Linked DNA regions of Cricetulus griseus: region 1 is linked to region 2. Evidence: chromatin contacts called from public Hi-C data. All regions are on one chromosome and are shown on one strand. Each heading gives the region's core, a stretch centred on a gene start, on an enhancer-like site or on the middle of the called end of the contact. The rest is flanking DNA. Distances are from core to core; before and after follow the strand shown.

Region 1 (4,836 bases), core at 509-3,008, 53 kb after region 2:
GAAGCCAAGATTCACCCAAGCCTGGAGCGTAAAGAATGAGGGTTTACTTTGACTCATAGTTCTGGGGTACAGTCCATCATGGCGGGGAGTCATGGTGGCATAACGAGAGGCAATTGGTCACATGACATACGCAGCCAGGAAGCAGAGAGAAATAAGTGCTGGATCTCAGCTCACTTTCTCCTTTTATTCGGCTGGAAAACCCCAGCCCACTGGATGCTGCTGTCCACATTCAGGGTGGCTCCTCCCTCAGCTGAACCTCTCTGGATGCACCTACATAGACACACTAGAGATGTGTCTCCCAGGTGACTCCAAAACTAGCTGAGTAACTGTCAATCACCTGCCCACTGTGGGTAAGGCTTTCTGGAAGCTGTTGGCGTTGCTGGATAAGAGAGGAGCAGTTTTCTTCTCACTGGACATTGAACGTCCTTCTCTTTTCTGCAGTTGAGAACACCACTCACTGTGAATTTGCCTACCTTCGGGATCTCCTCATTAGGTAAGTCAGCCATCGGCTCTGAAGACTCCTTGGGAAGACCTGATGGGTGGGCAGAGGCTCCCACCCTGCTGGCAGCTGCCTGTTGTCAGCCCTGCCCTCAGGAACCCATTGTCTAAAGCTGAAAACCAAACCAAACCCTCTTGGGAATGAGCAAAAAACAAAAACAAAAAAAAAAATGGGAATTGTTTTTAACCTTATGAAGTCACCAGGATGAGAGGGGCTGAATTTTGGTCCCCCATGGTCGTCTAAGCCTGCTAAATTCAGCTATCGCTATTAAGGGCACAGCCTGGACTATATGTCTCAAAACAAACAAAAGAAAAATATCATAATGAAACCTATTTTGTATAATGAAAATCTATTAAGAGGAAAAAAGATGCAGGGCAAGGGATCTGGGGTGGGACTTCCAAGAACAAACCTTACCACCTTAGGGACTCCTGGCCCTTCCGACTTCCCCTTCCCAAATAAAGGGGAGTGGCAGTCTGCTGTGTGGGTCAGTGGTAGAGCTTGCCTGGCAGGCTTAGGGTCCTGGCTCCCACCTGCAAAAAGAAACTAGGAAACAACAACAACAACGACAAAACTCAGGAGGGATGGCAGGGTGGATATCTCTGGGGACTGAGGTCACCTGCTGCCTCCTGCTGGCCACAGCATAAACTTCTGTCTTGGAGCACGAATACCCCAGTGCTGCCCACTGGTGGGGCCTTGGGACCTTTCAAGTTTGTGTTTTTAGTGCTCAGCCCTCCACCCCTGTGCAGACCCTGACTAGCCAGTGTGGACCCAGGGAGAAGGGGTGTGGATTAGAATGTGAGCTACACAGGGCGGACCGACTCTGCCTGGGCCTGCTGTGTGTACACCAAGAGCCTGCGGGCTGCCTCTAATGCCGGGAGGGAGGAGCAGGTGGTTGTGACCCCAGGCAGGCTAGGTGGTCACCCCCGTGCTGGCCGAATTCCCTGCAGGACACACATGCAGAACATAAAAGACATCACTAGCAGCATCCACTTCGAAGCCTACCGTGTGAAACGCCTCAACGAGGGCAACAGCGCCATGGCCAACGGGGTTGAGGAGAAGGATCCAGAAGCCCAGGAGATGTAGACGCCATCCCGCCCCTGGACCCCACCCCCAAATCTTCTCATCCTCCCTGGCCCACCTACCCACCTACCCTGTCTTATTTTATATAGTCGTCTCCATTTGTCACCCGCCCCTTTCTCTTTCCACACTCTGCCCAGTAACAAGGGAGGGCTTATCTTCCAAGTGTGCTCTTATTGGCTGCAGCAGCAGGGTGGGCGGGACTACATCCTGTGCTTGCCTCTGTGCCCTGCTGGGAAGGCTAGACCAGACTCAGCCCCTCCTGAGGGCTTACAAGAGCTGTGTGTCCATGCCCACTCCAAGTTTTGAGCTGAAGTCTATAGCAAGTCCCCATGGCCACAGCCTCAAAAGCAGGCTGCACCCAGGGGAGGATGGAGCTGGCCAGATAGTCCTGGAGCCCCACCTGTCCCTCTACGAGTGTGGGTCCTTGTTCATAACGCCCTCAGCTGCCTGCTCCCCAAGGAAGCTAAAGACATCCACAACCAAAGCTGCCAATCACTTAGACATAGTGACAACCATGCCCCTTCTCTCTCAAGCTTGTCCCAGAGCAGAAAGTGCCTTGATCCACAAGAACCAGTCCCCTCTTCCCAGACGAAATGCGGGGAAGCACGGGAGAGGAGTTGTCTCTTCCCCTCCCCTGGATCTCCTTCCCCTGTGCTGTAGACTCTGCTACCGGGCTTTAATTATAAAAACAAGGCAGGAAAGATGGCCCCACCCCCACCCCAGAAGGTGGAGCTGAGGGAGGGAGCCACGGAAGGAGGGCGGAAAGGTGCATGGCAGCTGCTCTGCCTGCCCGGTGCCAGGGGAAAGGGTCCGGGTTTGACCGGATTTGCTCTGTCTACATTGTCTCCAGTTGCCTCCCCCCCCCCCTCCCCCCCCCCACCTCCCCACTGCTCAGGCTGGAGCCTTGATTCAGTGACTGCGCTGGGTGGGAGCCAGGAAAACCTGACCATTTTGCTGTCTTCATGTGCCTAGTCCCGTGTGTCCCAGAACCCATCATAACACCCCAAGGGCGTCAGAGATGGCTAGCCAGACCAAGGGGCAAGGTTTCATAGCAGAGCCAGGCCTCCTCATCTTCTCTCAGAGAGAACTGTTGGGACCATCCATGCACAGCTGACCAAAGCCAAGCCCTTTCTGTTTGCCCACCATTCTTGTCCTGTCTCTGGGAGGAGTTTGGTGAGTGTAGACAGCTTGGACCAGCTTGGGGAAGGTGTCTCTACAGACCCTGGGCTAGCTTGCAGCCTAGAAGTGCGGTGGGAGGGGGGGGATGCACAGATGTGGGGTGCTCGTGGTTTCCCTGTATTGGGTGTCTACTCCCCCACCCAAGCGTGGAAGGCCCCTCAACGAGCCCTGTAGCCGAACAGTTCGCTTGCCAGCTTGCCAAGTTCTTTTGCCAAAAATCAGGACTTTGAAGGAAATCTTCAGCATGCTGGACCCCCGGGCACCTTGGCCTTCCCCAGCCCCAGTGTCCCTGGGGACTCAGCAGCAGCCCAGTGTCATCAGGGTGACATGTGCCTCTGTAACCAGCCACTGAAAACTGTTCGTCTCACCAGGCTGTTCCACTCGGCCTTTCACTGGGGGCCTCTTGGGGGGAGGGGTGCCTCTTTTTGTATAAATAACAAAGTGTCGAAGTGTATTTCCTGAAATAAATGTTTCAAATACAAACTGGCTCGTTCTGGAATGGCAGTGGGTTCTCTTGGCTTGAATTTGTCTGGTCCATTAACGGGTTTAACAGGTGGATGGAGGCTCCTGCTGGAAGAGATGGGGCTCTGTGAGACCCTGAATTCAAACTTGCAGTGGCTCAGTGGGGACAAGTGCTCTTCCAAATAACTCAGTTAACTGACCCACTCAAGTGGTTCACAACCGCCTGTAGTCCAGCTCCAGGGGGATCTTGCGCCCTCTTCTGGTCTATGATGGTACCTGTACACATATATACACATAAATACTAATAAATGTTATTGTTCCAGGCCCTATGAACAGTGTTACTAGAAGAGAACTAAACCATATACGGTTCCAGAGGCCTGGCTGAGCCAACTGGGATGGAAAGGGGGAGGAGCCTGGCCTTGGCTCCTTTGTGTGTGCGCTTTAATGTCCAATAGTTCCTGTGACAAATGACCACAAACCAGGTTCCCTACAATAGCAGAAGTCTACATTCCCATAGTTCTGGAAGCCCTGGATCAAGTGTTGGAATGACCCTGCTCCATCCACAATCCCGAAGAGAGAGCCCTCTGCTCTCCCTGATCCTAGAGACTGCATTGCTCCTGGCTCCAACCCTGTCTTCACACACCCTCTCCTGTATGTCTTGAGAGATGCTCTCTTTAGATGTAGGGGTCACTTTGGCCCAGGATAATCTCATTTTACATCTTGAATTACATCTCCAAAGATCCTGTTTCCAAATTGGGTTTTAGTCTAAGGTTCTGTGCAGGCGGGAATTTGGGCCCTTACCACCTCACCATAAACCCTTCCTGCATCTTGGGGTTTCCAGAGCTGCGTGGCCAGCATGAGAAGAACTCAAGGCTCTTTTGGCGTCACCAAGCCGAGTGGTCTAAGGAGTGACTCCACCTCTCTGGTCTACCCATGCTCTTCTGAAGGCCACCTGGTGACAAATGAATTTCAGTGACAAATGAGTTGATGGTCAGTGGCCTCATGGGTTCTTTACATCAAGATCCCGAGCTGTGGGTTCGACTGCTTATGGCACTGATGGGTCAGGTCCATGGAGCCAGCTTGCTTGAGTTCCCCAGTTATAAGGCCTTGGCAGGAAACCTAGGCACCGTGGAGGCCAGAGGACAGCCTTGGTTGTTTTGTTTTTTTGTTTTTATTTGAGACAGGAGCTCTCATTAGCTTGGTGCCTACAAGCACATGGGTTTGTCTGGCTGACCAGTGAGCCCTCCGGATCTGCCAGTTTTTACCTCCCCAGTGCCTAGATTAAGTGCTTGCCTCCATGCTGGACTTAACTGGTTCTGAGGATCCAAGACCAGGTCCTACTGCTTTCATAACAAGCAACTTAAGCTGGCTTCTACACACACACACACACACACACACACACACACACACACACACACACACGTTTTATTTCATGTGTCTGTGAACTGGGCATGTGCTGGAGGAGGCCAGAAGAGGGTGTGGATCCACTAGGACTGGAGTTACAGACTACCATGTGGGTACTGAGACTAGAAATCAGATCAGAACCTGAATCCTCTGGAAGAGCAGCCAGTGCTCTTAACCACTGAGCCATCTCTCCAGGCCTCTCATTTCTAAAC
Region 2 (4,907 bases), core at 2,401-4,900:
TCATGCCCACACCAAAGGGACCCAGCTTGAGGGCTGACAGGTTTCTGTTAGCAGCAGCCCGACCCCTGCAGGCTTTCTTCTGCCTGGCCCTGGAGGAGGCGGTGTCTGTATTTCCACCCTGGAAATGATGGCTGAGGAAGGTCCCTGTGCCTGGGTCTCTCTGCTTGCTGTTCTGCTGACTAATGCTTATCTGATGACTGTGGGGAGTGCGTCCTTGTCGGTGCTGGCTCCAGTTACAGAGGGTTGAGATTGCCCAGAGCGGGGCCCCACACAATTCTACTGTGTTACCGACCATCCTGACTTCAGGAAACTCAGCCCCCAGGTAACCTCAGCATGAGGGGTATTACTGTGGGAGGCAAACCTGCCTGTGGGGTGCAGTAGTCTTCCGGGGTGGGGCAAGGCTGGGGAGGAGATAGAGGAGGAGCCAGGGCCTTGGTTGAAGAAAGTGTTCCTTCAATCCCAGACCCTCCCCCAGGCCTGTGCACTGGTGTGGTGGACACATGGTTACACACAGTGGGGAGTCCTTTTCCCAGAGACCCTGTAACCTTGGAGGGGCCAGGGCCCTCCCTCATTCTATAGCACTGAAGAACCAGGGCCCACACTGTCTCCAGGGAGGGTCTGGTTGTAGGGTCAGGGCCACCCTGGAATCCACAGCCCTGCTTGTCTATGGCTATTTACCCACCCTGTCAGGGGACCTTCTGTTGAGGGAAGGAGGGGAAGGGACTTGGCTCAGGCCAGTGTGTGGGAAGTTGAGCACCCGCCCTGAGGTCCTGGGGAGCAGGAAGTTTGCCTCCCCCTGACCAAGGCCTGGCTCATCAAATGCACTCTTGTTGGAGAGCTGCTTGACTGGTCTCAGTCCATCACATTATCACATTCGCAGTCGAGGCCTCCCTCAGGCAGCTCCCAGCCTGTTCTTTTGAGTCTTGGGCACCTGGGGTCTACTGAGCGGGGCTCTGGGGGTCCTCAGCCCAGTGTGCTGATGCAGAGTGTTCCCTGGGGCATATATAAACTTCTGTCAGGCTCCTCCTGATCTCTGCCTGCTTGACAGTCTGTCTGTCTGCCTGAGAGACCTGGCCAGCTTCCCTTTCCTCTCTCTCTCTCTCTCTCTCTCTCTCTCTCTCTCTCTCTCTCTCTTTTGTTTTTGTTTTTTTGAGACAGGGTTTCTCTGTGTAGCTTTGGAGCCTATCCTGGCACTCGCTCTGGAGACCAGGCTGGCCTTGAACTCACAGAGATCCGCCTGCCTCTGCCTCCCGAGTGCTGGGATTAAAGGCGTGCGCCACCAATGCCCGGTGCCCTTTTCTCTTTCTCCTGTAACACCATCTGTCTGCCAGGGGCCTCCCATTCCTCAAGCATTAGGGGTTAGGAGTTGGGTGGCTTTTCTGGTCTATCTTCCCAGGACTCCAAGCCCTCATCTCAGGAGGGTGGGAGAAGTTGGTAATTGACCATCCTAACTCCATGACCTCCCCGACCACATGGCCCATTTTCTAGATCCAGCAGTCAAGACCCAGAGAGCGTCCAGCGCTTGCTTGCTGACATGCTAGGGTAGGGGAGTCCGGCAGTTGTGCTGCTCTGGAGGGATGGATGGGAGGCAGTGCCGGCCAGTGGGCAGGCAGATAGAACCCTTGCTAACCTGGGGAAGGATGAGCCTGAGTGCCTAGATGTGTTGTTGCCATGGGAAGCTGATGGAGTGTGTGGGACTGGAGTCCCCACTGCTGGGTGAGCAGAGTGACCCTGCGCTGTGCTGCCTGTGACTCTGCTGGGTGAGCAGAGTGACCCTGCGCTGTGCTGCCTGTGACTCTGCTGGGTGAGCAGAGTGACCCTGTGCTATCCTGCCTGTGACTCTGCTGGGTGAGCAGAGTGACCCTGCGCTGTGCTGCCTGTGACTCTGCTGGGTGGTTTTGCTGCATGTCCAGGATGGGAGACTGGCATATCCCAGCACATAGTGCCCTCGTGTTAAGGGTAGACTTTAGCTGACTCTGGGCAGCTCACTCAGGGCTCATCAGTTAGTTATCCTGGGGATGGGATAGGCCTCTTTCTGGTTGCAATGAGCTGAGTGTTGACCCCAGGGAGGAGATTAACAGCAAGCCTCTAAGAGATTGCACACCTTGGCCTCCCCTTTCTCTGGGGTTTCCTGAAGCCATGCCAGGGTGCAGGCTGCAGGGTGTCTGACCTCCAGGAGCTGGCACTTCCATTTCACAGTCCAACTGCTCAGGCCTGGGGTCCTCTGAGCCCCCTGGGCTATCCTTTTTGTCTTCCTGGCTCTGAGCTCCACGCTGGGTGTTCATTGCCTTGAATAGCACCCAGCTCTCCTGGGACTTCTGGGACCCAGCGCAGGCCCTTTGTGGCCACCCAAGGAGCCTCAGGTGCAGAGACAGGCAGGATCTTGTCATTTCCCTGTCCTGGAGCCAGACAGGGCAGCCAGGACAGTAGCCTGTGTCCTGCTTGGCTTTCTGGGAGGCCAGCCAGCTGATGTGGCCCAGGGGACTGGGAGGAGCCCCTTGCTTTGTCTCTTCATTTCCAGATTTGAGAGGGCCTCCAGAGGAGTGGGTGGAGGGGCTGAGGTGGGGCAAGCCAGGGTTAGAGAAAGAGGCCCAGAGAATTTAGAAAATGTCTGTCCTTACCACTGGGCCCGCTGTCCCTGGGAGCCAGGACTGCCACTGATGGGTGGGAAGGTGATACCCGTGAAGCTGGATCCAGGAAAGGAGTCCTGTCTCTGACACCAGCCATTTTCCAGGTCAGGTAGTCAAGACCCAGAGAGCTCCAGCCACCTTCCCACAGCCCACAGGGGAAGCCTTGTACACTCCTGGTTTCTTCTGTGTGGCTTTCGATTCTGTGCGGATGGGCAGCCTCCTGGGGCAGAAAGCTCTTGTTTCCAGTAGCATCTCCGCCTGCAGGGAGAGTGTCCCCAGCTCTGCTGTCCCTTGGCTCTGCTCACCCTCCTCTGGTCCAGTGCTAGGGACCCAGGTGGGAGACCCAAACACTAAAGGTTATACTATGTCTCCATAGTATAGGTCCTTCTTCCTGCCACCTGGCTGGAGACCACTCAGGAGGACCATACGGCACCATCATGGCAGCCTCTCTGAAAGGTTTGTTACCACATAGTGGGATTCCTCAATAGCAGGCATGGGGACCTGAATTCTATGCCCAGAATCTATGAGAAAAGCCAAGCATGATAGCACAGGGGAGGCAGAAATGGGCATATCCTTGGAGCCCGGTGGCTAGACAGCCCGGCCTACTTGGTGAACCCCAGGCCAGTGAGAGACACTCTCTCTTAAAAACAAAGTGCTTGGTGGTACCCTGAGGCATGACACTTTTGGTTGTTCTCTGGCCTTCGTTGGCACACACTGAAGAAGTATGTCCCCTAAAGGGACCCATGTTGCAGAGGCTGGGTCTTCATGGGGTATGGGCATAGAGGTGGAACCCCTCTTCGCTATCTCCCAGACTCTGCACCCTGAGACCCCGAAGCCCTCAATGAGTGGTCTCTCCTGCTGCTCATGTCCCCCCATTCATGCTGCAGACACTGCCAGGGAGCCCGCGGATGTTTGGACTCAGGGATTTGTGTTTGAACAGCCATGAGAGGAGAGAATGAGTAAGAGAGCGTGGGGGAGGTCAGAGGGAGGGGAAATGGCCTGGAAAGTCCAAACATGTGTTTTAGGAGCAGGTGCCAGCATGACATCATCAGGAGGGTGGCTGAGGGCCCGAGTCTAGCCCAGCCCAGTAGAAGCTGGCCTTGGCTTTGTTCTGCCATGCTTAGCACATAGAGGTTTGTTTCCATTTTAGGGACAGCTTGGGAGCCTGTCTTCTCACTCTTGACCACATTAATATTTCATTAATTCTGAGTGCTTGCTGTGTTCCTGCATGTTCCAAGTGCTAGGTGGTTGTTGAAGAGAAGGCTCAGAGAGAGTGAGTCACTGGCTCCAGGCCACACAGCTTGGAAGGTTTGATGCCACGCCTCAGCTGGCAGGTGAAGAAGCTTGCGGTTTCAGGCTGTATGAGGGGGTAGCCTCTGCTTGGCCTCCTTGGCCCAACTGGGAGGATCCATGGACATTCCAGCAAGTGCTAGCCACACTTCTGTGGCCCTTAGGATAGCTGACAGGAGGCAGAGATACAGGGAACAGCCCAGCCTACTTGGACACAATTGCATCTTGGAGACACACTTCAGCTGCTCTGTGAGGCTGCAGCTTCCTGAACTGCGCGGCCTGCTCATCCTTTGTGTCTCTTGCTTTGTTCTGGACCCTCTTCTGTGTCCCCCAACCCCACCCTCTATCCTCAAGGCAGACTTGGGCCCTGCCAGTCAGGACAGGGTTAGAGGTACTCCTCCACTTGCCATATTTTCTGCTGACTTTGTAGTGTTCGGCGTTGGAAGTCTCTTTTATGACTCAGTTGATGTGTCTATAAAATGGGTTGACAGGCGTCTTCCTGCCTCCTAAGACTTTGGGAAGAATCTGGTGAGAGGCGTTGCTGGAAAGTTCTGTGCACTGACAAGTTTTCCGGCTGGCTGTGGCTTGGTTGGTAGAGTGCTTTGCCTAGCGTGCCAGAGGCCCTCCGTTCAGTCCCCAGAACTGTGTAAATGAGCGTGGTGGCCCCAGCACCGGAGGAGTGGAAGCAGGAGGGTGGACGTCCAGGCTGCTCCTTGACTGCGGAGCAAGTTTGAGGTCAAGTTTGAGGTCAGCCTGGGCTACACGAGACTCTTGTATTTAAATAAATAAGTAAAACACAGTGCTTTGCAGAGCGATGCTGAGAGGCAGTAGTTTGCTGGAGCCTGGAGCCAGCTGAAATCTGGGTCCTTCTGGAGCCTGGGTGCTGAGGGAGGGCTGAAGTTAGTGCTGGCTCATTGCCCAGGAGGAAGTGGGGGAAGCCCACTCCCTCAGATCCCTGCCTGTCAGGATGGGAGCCGGCCTAGATTC

The links. Hi-C and Micro-C count contacts between places; a contact is called where the count stands out from the background.
Region 1: a contact with region 2 is called in a Hi-C map of the CHK-Q cell line, with 2.7 times the contacts expected there. The contact joins two enhancer-like sites. A contact is called at or near these places in 3 of 8 Hi-C or Micro-C datasets (the CHK-Q cell line, the CHO-K1 cell line and liver).

The regions. Positions count from the first base shown.
Region 1 is chr7:129,921,708-129,926,543 of CriGri-PICRH-1.0, forward strand. It overlaps Septin9 (septin-9), which reads left to right. Exons shown (of 12, transcript XM_027425556.2): 11 at 442-493; 12 at 1,447-3,245. The coding sequence ends at 1,582. Among named protein-coding and RNA genes, the nearest start is that of Septin9, 130 kb to the left of the region's middle. Within about 2 kb of position 1,759, at least 1 of the 6 cell types and tissues checked has open chromatin away from gene starts, as enhancers often do.
Region 2 is chr7:129,866,926-129,871,832 of CriGri-PICRH-1.0, forward strand. The region is part of intron 2 of Septin9 (septin-9); the gene reads left to right. Among named protein-coding and RNA genes, the nearest start is that of Septin9, 77 kb to the left of the region's middle. Within about 2 kb of position 3,651, at least 2 of the 6 cell types and tissues checked have open chromatin away from gene starts, as enhancers often do.